Regions from separate parts of the Mus musculus genome. Here regions 1 and 2 are each linked to region 3. A link is a contact called in public HiChIP or PLAC-seq data. All regions are on one chromosome and are shown on one strand. The core of a region is the stretch at or near the end of the contact, and the rest is flanking DNA. Distances in the headings are between cores, read along the strand shown. Region 1 overlaps Nup188 (nucleoporin 188). Region 2 overlaps Nup188 (nucleoporin 188). Region 3 holds the start of Tbc1d13 (TBC1 domain family, member 13).

Region 1 (2,700 bases), core at 114-2,613, 200 kb after region 3:
GTGAGGACAGCGCAAGAAAGATGACCCATAGAACCCGCTAACTGTGCTCCTAGAGCCTCACAGAGACTCTCTGACTTGCTTGGCTTGTACAGCCTAATTTTGAGGGTTTGTTCTTAGTCTTACAGTAACTCATTCTGATGGGTTAACTTGATATCCCTGGGAGGTCCATTCTTTTCTTTTTTAATGGAAATGTAGGAAGGGGACTGGGAGGAGTGAAGGGAGGGGAAACTGCTGTTTGACTCAAAGTGTCAGAGAAGGGGTGGGGAGGCTGGGAGGGGTGTTAACTGTGGTGGCAGAGGCAGCTGGATCTTTGAGTTTGAGGCCTAGCCTGGTCTACAAAGTCAGTTACTAGACAGCCAGGCTACACAGAGACACTGTGTATTGAGAGAGGGGTGGGGGCAGATAAGGGCTTGAGGTCAGTTGTAAACTCGCAGATGAAACTGTAAGGGGGTTGTACTTGATGATAATGGCAAGGACGATGATGTGATAGCTAACACATGACATAAGAGTAGCCATGGTGGCCTCTGAGAAGTAATGCCAGACACCTGAGTATGTAAGATGCCTTGGGCAGAGAGCATGTCGGCATGAAGTCTAGGCAGATGAGACTGCAGGCGTTGAGTGCAGGAGAAAGCACTTGGTATGTTCAGAGCCATCGATGAGTGGGTGTGGTTATTAGCACATGCTAACAGGGAAGCTGGAGCACAGAGGACCATGGGTTAGCCACAGCCTGCATAACAACATGGTGAGACCACTTTCAAAGAAACGAAAAGGAGGAGGTTGTAGGGAGGGCTGGGCTAGAGGGAGCCCAGGTGGGGCTGAAGGTCCTACAGCAGGTGACCTTCTTGTCCCTGGGAAGCCTGAGCAGAATGCGGAGCACAGGAAGGATGGATGGAGTTCCGATTGGGAATGGCCTCATGAAGCCCTTCACTTCTTGGTTCTTAAAGTCTGTCTTGAGCATAATCCTTCTCCCGCCCATTGCAGGCAGACGTCATGCACTTGACTGACATGGCAGTGCGGCGCCAGCTGTTTCTTGATGTGCTTGATGGGACCAAAGCATTAGTAAGTATGCCCGGGAGTTCCCCTTTCCTGAAGGTCACACAGGGAGCTCTCAGTGCTCAAAGGGCGGTCAGTCAGTGCTCAGGTGGCCTGGAGGTGAGGCTCAGTGATAAAGAGGTGCCCCAGCTCCTTGCTCCTGGGAGAAGTCAGGGTTAGGTGAGGAGGGCCTGTGTGTCTATCTGTGCAGTGGAGGCTGCTTCTAAGCAGCCAGACTCCTGACTGCTCTGCCGCTCCTCCCCTCAGCTCCTTGTGGCAGCATCTGTGAACTGCCTCCGGCTGGGCTCCATGATGTGCACCCTGCTGCTTATCCTCCTACGCCAGTGGAAGAGGTGAGTGCTGGGACGAGAGCTGGCCGCCCGAGGCTCCATCTGCCTCAGCACTGCCTGCCCACCCTTCCTCACCCAGACCGTCTAGTATACTTCACAGAAAATGGAGCAACTCGGCAGACAAGCCTGCAGTGAGGGAGACTGCCTGTGGCTTCTGAGGGGCACTGGGGACACTGAGTGAGGCATGCTGCTGCCTTGGTCTTTCAGAGAGCTGGGTGCTGTGGAGAAAATCCTTGGGCCCTTGACAGAGATCCTGGAAGGGGTGCTTCAGGCAGACCAGCAGCTCATGGAAAAGACCAAGGCCAAGGTGTTCTCTGCATTCATCACAGTGTTACAGATGAAGGAGCTGCGAGGTGAGCCCCAGCTCCAACTGGGCCGTGGGATTTTTACACCGGGAGTGCTTTATTTCCCACTACCCCTTCCCCTTCCTCTTGGTACTCTACTGCCTTTCGTCAGAATGGCCCACCTGTGTGACAGCACCCTCTCATCTGTTCTGCAGTCGGTGATATCCCCCAGTACTCCCAGCTGGTGCTGAACGTCTGTGAGACTCTCCAAGAAGAGGTGATTGCACTCTTTGATCAGACCCGCCACAGCCTGGCATCCGACAGCGCTGCCGAGGACAAGGACAGCATGGAGACAGATGACTGCCCTCGGCCCCGGCACAAGGACCAGCGTGATGGGGTGAGGGGACATCAGCAGGCTGTCTGACAGCACACAGGCTGTACTCAAGGCTGCCACCACCCTGGGGGAGGACGGGAAGGTGGGAGCCTGTGGGCGCAGGCTTTGAGGGAAGCCCTGGGAGAGGCATGGCTCTCAGCCATTTCAGCAGAGCTAGTCAGGCAGGCATCGTGTGCCGGGAAGATCGGGTGGACCGTGGAAGGTGTGAGCAGCTTCAGGTCAGCATCTGCTGTGTTCTGATCCCTGGTTGGTGTGAGCAGAGTGAGGGCAGGGGTGGGCTAGAGAGGGTTGCTTTATAGGGCAGGCATGGGCTCTTTAACCTAAGGGCTCACTCTAGAAGAGATAATGGATACACTATAGAACAGTCTTTTCTCTGGTGAGGGCAGGACTTAAGACAGGGTTTCTCTGTGTAACAGCCCTGGCTGTCCTTTGTAGACCAGGCTGACTTAAAACCTATAGAGATCTGCTGCCCTCTTGCCTCTGCCTCTGTTTCCTCCACCCAAAAGCTGGGATTAAAGGCATGCTCTACTATGCCTGACTAGAGCAATGTTTTCTACTACCAGCCTTTTCCTTTTTATTTATTTTTTATTTATTTATTTTTTTTTAGAGGTAGTCCTACTTTGTAGCCCAGGCTAGCCTC
Region 2 (2,700 bases), core at 189-2,688, 190 kb after region 3:
TCCAGTTCATTATCAAAGGAAGTGACACGGAGACCATGGAGAAACTCTGCTTACTGGTTGGCTCCTCTTGGCTTGCTCAGCCTGCATTCTCATACCTGCCCAGGGCTGAGACCACTCACAGTGGGCTGGGCCTTCCAGATCAATTGTTAGTCCAAAAAATGCCTCACAGACTTACCTACGGGCCAGGCTAGAGGGGTATTGTCTCAGTTGAGATGCTTGCTGTATGACTCCAGCTTGTGTCAAGTTGACAGTGTTAGTAGCAGGCACACTAACCCCAAAGGTTTTGTGAGCATGTTCTCTTATGCTAGGACACTCACTGCTTGGTTTCTGAAGGAAAGCCCTGCTGAGGACATGGGAGCATGTGCGCGCAAGTGTGTGCGCGCGCGTGTGTGTGTGTGCGTGTGTGTGTTTATTCTGACTTAATGACTTTTCACCCCTTAAACACTGGAGGTTTCAGGTTTCCTATTTAAACATTTTTCCCACAGAGTCTATGCAGTATGAGATAGGATCCAGCCCTAAAGTGTTCTTCAGAGCACCCATCTTTTTATATACATATAATTCAAATATCAAACTAGAAGAAAAACAGTTTTGCTGTTTTCTGTATGTACATGTTGATACTAGTGAAATATTCCTATATTGTGTTTAGTTTTAGTATTTTTTTTAAGATATATTTATTTCATGTATGTGAATACATGAGTAGCTGTCTTCAGACACACCAGAAGAGGGCATTGGATACCATTACAGATGGTTGTGAGCCTCCATGTTGTTGCTGGGATTTGAACTTAGGACTTCTGGAAGAGTGGTCAGTGCTTTTAACCACTGAGCCATCTCTCAAGCCCAAGTTTTTTTGTTTTGTTTTGTTTTTTTGTTTGTTTGTTTTTTTTTTTTTTTTTTGAGACAGGGTTTCTCTGTATAGCCCTGGCTGTCCTGGAACTCAGTTTGTAGACCAGGCTGGCCTCAAACTCTGAAATCCACCTGCCTCTGCCTCCCGAGTTCTGGGATTAAAGGCGTGCGCCACCATGCCCAGCTCAAGCCCAAGTTTTAGCACTTCAAATTTGATTTAAAATCTTTTTTGGATGGGTTGTTTTATGTGTGTGTGTGTGTGTGTGTGTGTGTGTGTGTGTGTGTGTGTGTGTGTGTGTGTTGAGACAGTGTCTGTTTGTTTACATAGCCCTAGCTATCATAGAACTTACACTATAGACCAGGCTGGCCTCAAACTCAGAGATCCTATAGACCCTCCCTCCTGAGTGCTAGAAGTTAAAGGTGTGCACCAAAGTGCCCTCCTCAGTTTTAGTGTTCACACAAGTCCTTGTAGAAATCACGGACGGAATAATGCACATTTTCTTCTGATACTGTCAGATGTGCTTTCTATACGCTCCCTGGAAGCTCCACCTTGTGGAGAGACTTTGGGGATTGTTTGCTTAGTGATGTCAGAGTTAAAGTAAGTGAAAGTCCATTGCTGATTACACTGACTTCCTGCCCAAGTCATGTGTGGCCCATGAACTGATGTGCAGTGTGGGTTTGGAGGGTCACCTCTGCTCCAGTGCTGTAGTTTATCTCGGGTGACACACCAAAAAGGAGATGGGTCTCACTTGTCACCATTACACATTATTTGGTGTCATATTATAAATCAGACTTAAAAGTTAATAGGTTTGCCGGGCATGGTGGCACATGCCTTTAATCCCAGCACTTGGGAGGCAGAGGCAGGCGGATTTCTGAGTTCAAGGCCAGCCTGGTCTACAGAGTGAGTTCCAGGACAGCCAGGGCTACACAGAGAAACCCTGTCTCAAAAACAAACAAACAAACAAACAAAAAAAGTTAGTAGGCTCAAAGATGTAGAAAATAGATAATCCTTCTAATGACCTGTTTTGTGTGAATGGTTGTTAAGATTTAAATTGGGCTGACAGTGGTAGAGACAGAGACAGGCAGAGTACAAGACCAACCTGGTCTACACAGCAAGTTCTAGGATAGCCAGGGTTAAATATTGAGACCCTGTCTCAAAAGGACGAAGACTGGATTAGCAAGCTGCATGAAAAGGACCACCATCATAGGATCACCATCTGCACTACAGTGGGAATTCTGTCAGACACTGTTGACTCTGTACATTGCTTGCTCTACCCAGTAGAGTCTTGTTGCTTCTTCCACTCCGTCTCAGTGGAATAGTATTCTTTATACAGAGAGCAGTGGTCCAGTGTACAGCTGTGGTGAGAACAGCTTGTACAGCAATGTAGACGGCTAAGATTTGGAAAGACTCAAACATTATTTTGCCAGTTTAGTTCTCCTCGCTTTTAGAATATTCCACAAAGCTAAGTCAAAATGGTAGTCTTTATGGTCTGCCTTAAAATATTTAAAGATCGCCGGGCAGTGGTGGTACACGCCTTTAATCCCACCACTCCGGACGCAGAGGCAGGCAGATTTCTGAGTTCAAGGCCAACCTGGTCTACAGAGTGAGTTCCAGGACAGCCAGAGCTACACAGAGAAACCCTGTCTCAAAAAAAAAAAAAAATTGAAAGATGAACGTGCTCTGTAAACCTTCCTGGCACCAGGGTGATGACTGCTTGGCTAACCATACGTGCCACTTTTGCAGAGCATACTTCAGTACTACAGAGAAAGGGGCATAGCCTACTGTCCTGGCTGTGTGCCCTCTGCTGCTGTCTCCTACAAGGACCAGCAACTACCTCGCTCATCCCTTTGGTCCTC
Region 3 (2,700 bases), core at 108-2,607:
TGAGACACCATGTGGTTGCTGGGAATTGAACTCAGTACCTTTGGAAGAGCAGTAGTGCTCGTAACCACTGAACCATCTCTCCAGCCCCCAGCTCTCTTTTTTAAATTAAAAAAAACATTGTGTGTGTGTGGGAGGGGTACTGAAGAAATAGTTCAGAAGTTAAGAGCTCTAGTTACTCTTTCTGAGGGTCTAGTTCATTTCCCAGCTCACAACTATCTACAACTCCAGTTCCACAGGAATCCAACACTCTTCTGACCTCCAGGCAGGTAAGTGGTGCACAGACATACATGCAGGCAAAGCACCCATACACATAATTTACAGAAGAAATTGTGTGCCTGTGTGTGCAAATATGTGTAGCAATAACGTGTGTATAGGGGCCCTGACCTAAAGGCCATTTGCTTTCCTTGATGGCTCTCCCCTTTATTCACTGAAGGTAGTCCAGCGAGTCTGTTTGCCGTCTAAACCTTGCACATTCCCGCCCCTCTTGGCAGCTCTTTCATGAATTCTGTGGATCCAAACGCCAGAGCTCACGCTCACGTGAGTGCTTTATTCCCTGGAGCATCAACAGCGAATTCACTTCTAGCAGAGTGAACTTCTTGAACCTTCAACTTCTGATCTTCCTGCTTCCACCTCTCAAATGCTGGCATTACTGGCATGTTTCCCCAAATCCAGCTACAAGGAGTGCTGAACCTGAAACCTGGTTTCGTGCATGCTAGCCAATGATTTTCATAGTTGCTCTTTTAAGTTCACACTCACAACTGAGTTTACCAACTGAGTTACACCCTTAGCTCCTGTTTTTCATTTTCTATTGCTTTAAAATTGTGCAATTACAGAAATTCTACTTGGGGATGGGAGTGCGGGGGAGGGGAGGAGTTTCAAGACAGAGTTTCTCTGTGTGGCTCTTCCTGTCCTGGAACTCTGTAGGTCAGTTCAAAGATCCTCCTGCTTCTAGCTGGGATTAAAGGCGTGAGCTACCACCGCCAGGCTTGCCAGAATTCTAGTTTATGAACTTCCAAAGTCAAGGAAACCTTGAGCTGTACTCCTCCGGCTCCTCCGAGAGGTATTTACTGAGCAACAGGGTCATTTCCATAAGGAAGGACTCGACATTGAATGAGACCACACCGGAGACTAAGTCTAGTTCAAACAACTAGTTCAATCAACCAAACAACTGTACCGCAGTTAATGACAGGGAGTGAGAGAGATAGACAAGTGTATTCAGTAATCAGAAACTGAGGGCGGGAGACTCATAGCCAGCGGGATCACTGACAGTCACGCCGTCCTGACGCTCAACTGACGGTTTGCCTAGCCTTAAAGAAGTCCCCGTCACGTGACCCTTGGGCGGACCCAGCGCGGCCCCGCCCCCGCGGAACGCGCACGCTCCAAGTTCTGCTTCCTGCCGGAGGCTTTTGCCCAGCGCCCCGTGTCCCCGGAGGGAGGGGGGCGGTGGCGGTGGCGGCAGCTGGGGCTGCAGAAGCAGCTCGGGAGTCCGGAAGTCAACACCATGTCGAGTCTGCACAAGAGCCGGTAAGGAGACCTGAGGTCAAGACTGCACCCAGACCGCTCCGTCCAGGCCGGGCCTTCGCACAGAGAGAGCTGCTCAGCGCATGTGCGGCCAAGAACAGCCCCCTCCCCCGGCGGCGAGCCCCCTTACGGTCTCATTGCCTGTGTGGCAGAGGCGAGAAGCAGAGATGCTTCTCTTACCTCAGTGTCACCTTTCTTTCTCTCTCACTCGGGACCCCTTTCCCTAGTGTCTCCCTTGTCCAGCCCCCTATTACCCTCCCCGCTTCCTCGCTCTAGGATTCGCACCTTCCCCCGCCCCCAAATGCCCCTGTCCCTGTGCTCCATGCTCATGAGAAACACCAGGGGATCCAGGTTCTCCAATCTGGCCTCTTAAATCCACCTCCTACCCCCACCCCAGGCACATCTTGCAACGCCCGCTAAATTCTGGTCACTCCAGGACTAATTTTTAGTCTTTTGTCTTTGCCTGAGGGCAGGCCCGAGAAGTCTGTGCCCCCTCCCCTTTACCCAGCCAAGAGCTTCGGGAGCCATGGGGAGATTGTACAAGTCTGTTGTCTGTGGATCCAATTACTCCTGGTTGCAGGAAGCTTGGTTGTGTGAATTCGGGTAGTGGTGTGCTGTGGGCTGGGCTTGGCCGCAGCAAGTGCCCAGGAAATGCCAGCTCGCTAACAGTGGACAGTGCTTAATGTTAAGTTCTCACTTCAAACCCTTTGGATTAGAATACCTCTCATGGCTTTTCGTTGACATGGCAGATCTTAGAGGAAGAAACTTGTATTGTCCACTTCCCTAAGCTGGTAGTTGGAGACCGTTGGGAGTGAAAGATCTTTGGGCTGGCTGCAAGAGTGGTCATTAAGCCTGTTACCTTGGCGTTTCCTTTTCTGCCCTTGAAGGATTGCAGATTTCCAGGATGTCCTGAAGGAGCCCTCCATTGTGTTGGAAAAGCTTCGAGAACTCAGTTTTAGTGGTAAGATGCACTTTTACTCAGGGTTTCCCTGGAAACCTGCCTGCCGGCAGAAAGCTGGCCCTTAGCTGGGGGGGGGGGGTGATCCCCCAAATCCCTTGAAGTGGCCTGAAGACTGCACCGGTGGTAACCCTTTGTGCCTAGGGAAGGCCTCTCAGCATTTCTCAGCTCGTTTCTTGAGTTAAGGAAGTTGCAGGGTGGTTCCCGGGTTCTCTACTTGG

Evidence for each region. HiChIP or PLAC-seq counts read pairs in DNA pulled down with a chosen protein or histone mark.
Region 1: a contact with region 3 is called in an H3K27ac HiChIP or PLAC-seq map of embryonic stem cells, with 8 read pairs. The contact joins the enhancer-like site here to the promoter of Tbc1d13 in region 3. A contact is called at or near these places in 6 of 39 promoter capture datasets (cranial neural crest, embryonic stem cells, frontonasal cranial neural crest and 2 more), 3 of 484 Hi-C or Micro-C datasets (bone marrow-derived macrophages, embryonic stem cells and nephron progenitors), 4 of 115 datasets of contacts at active chromatin or transcription factors (the 230-238 cell line, bone marrow-derived macrophages, embryonic stem cells and 1 more) and 4 of 9 other capture datasets (adipose tissue, embryonic stem cells, liver and 1 more).
Region 2: a FOXA1 HiChIP or PLAC-seq map of pancreatic cancer cells shows a contact between it and region 3. The contact joins the enhancer-like site here to the promoter of Tbc1d13 in region 3. A contact is called at or near these places in 1 of 39 promoter capture datasets (hippocampal neurons), 1 of 15 datasets of contacts at CTCF or cohesin (the NIH/3T3 cell line), 1 of 484 Hi-C or Micro-C datasets (bone marrow-derived macrophages), 11 of 115 datasets of contacts at active chromatin or transcription factors (the 230-238 cell line, bone marrow-derived macrophages, embryonic stem cells and 4 more) and 3 of 9 other capture datasets (adipose tissue, embryonic stem cells and liver).

Annotation. Positions count from the first base shown.
Region 1 is chr2:30,335,343-30,338,042 of GRCm38.p6, forward strand. Nup188 (nucleoporin 188) reads left to right here. Exons shown (of 44, transcript NM_198304.3): 31 at 982-1,059; 32 at 1,300-1,385; 33 at 1,590-1,735; 34 at 1,882-2,063. Among named protein-coding and RNA genes, the nearest start is that of Sh3glb2, 23 kb to the right of the region's middle. Within about 2 kb of position 1,364, at least 21 of the 459 cell types and tissues checked have an H3K27ac peak or open chromatin away from gene starts, as enhancers often do. A contact at or near this core is called in embryonic stem cells, where this site is marked.
Region 2 is chr2:30,318,018-30,320,717 of GRCm38.p6, forward strand. All of the region lies in intron 15 of Nup188 (nucleoporin 188), which reads left to right. Among named protein-coding and RNA genes, the nearest start is that of Gm39780, 21 kb to the left of the region's middle. Within about 2 kb of position 1,439, at least 8 of the 459 cell types and tissues checked have an H3K27ac peak or open chromatin away from gene starts, as enhancers often do. A contact at or near this core is called in pancreatic cancer cells, where this site is marked.
Region 3 is chr2:30,132,389-30,135,088 of GRCm38.p6, forward strand. Tbc1d13 (TBC1 domain family, member 13) reads left to right here and starts at 1,358. Exons shown (of 12, transcript NM_146252.3): 1 at 1,358-1,524; 2 at 2,409-2,482. The coding sequence starts at 1,502.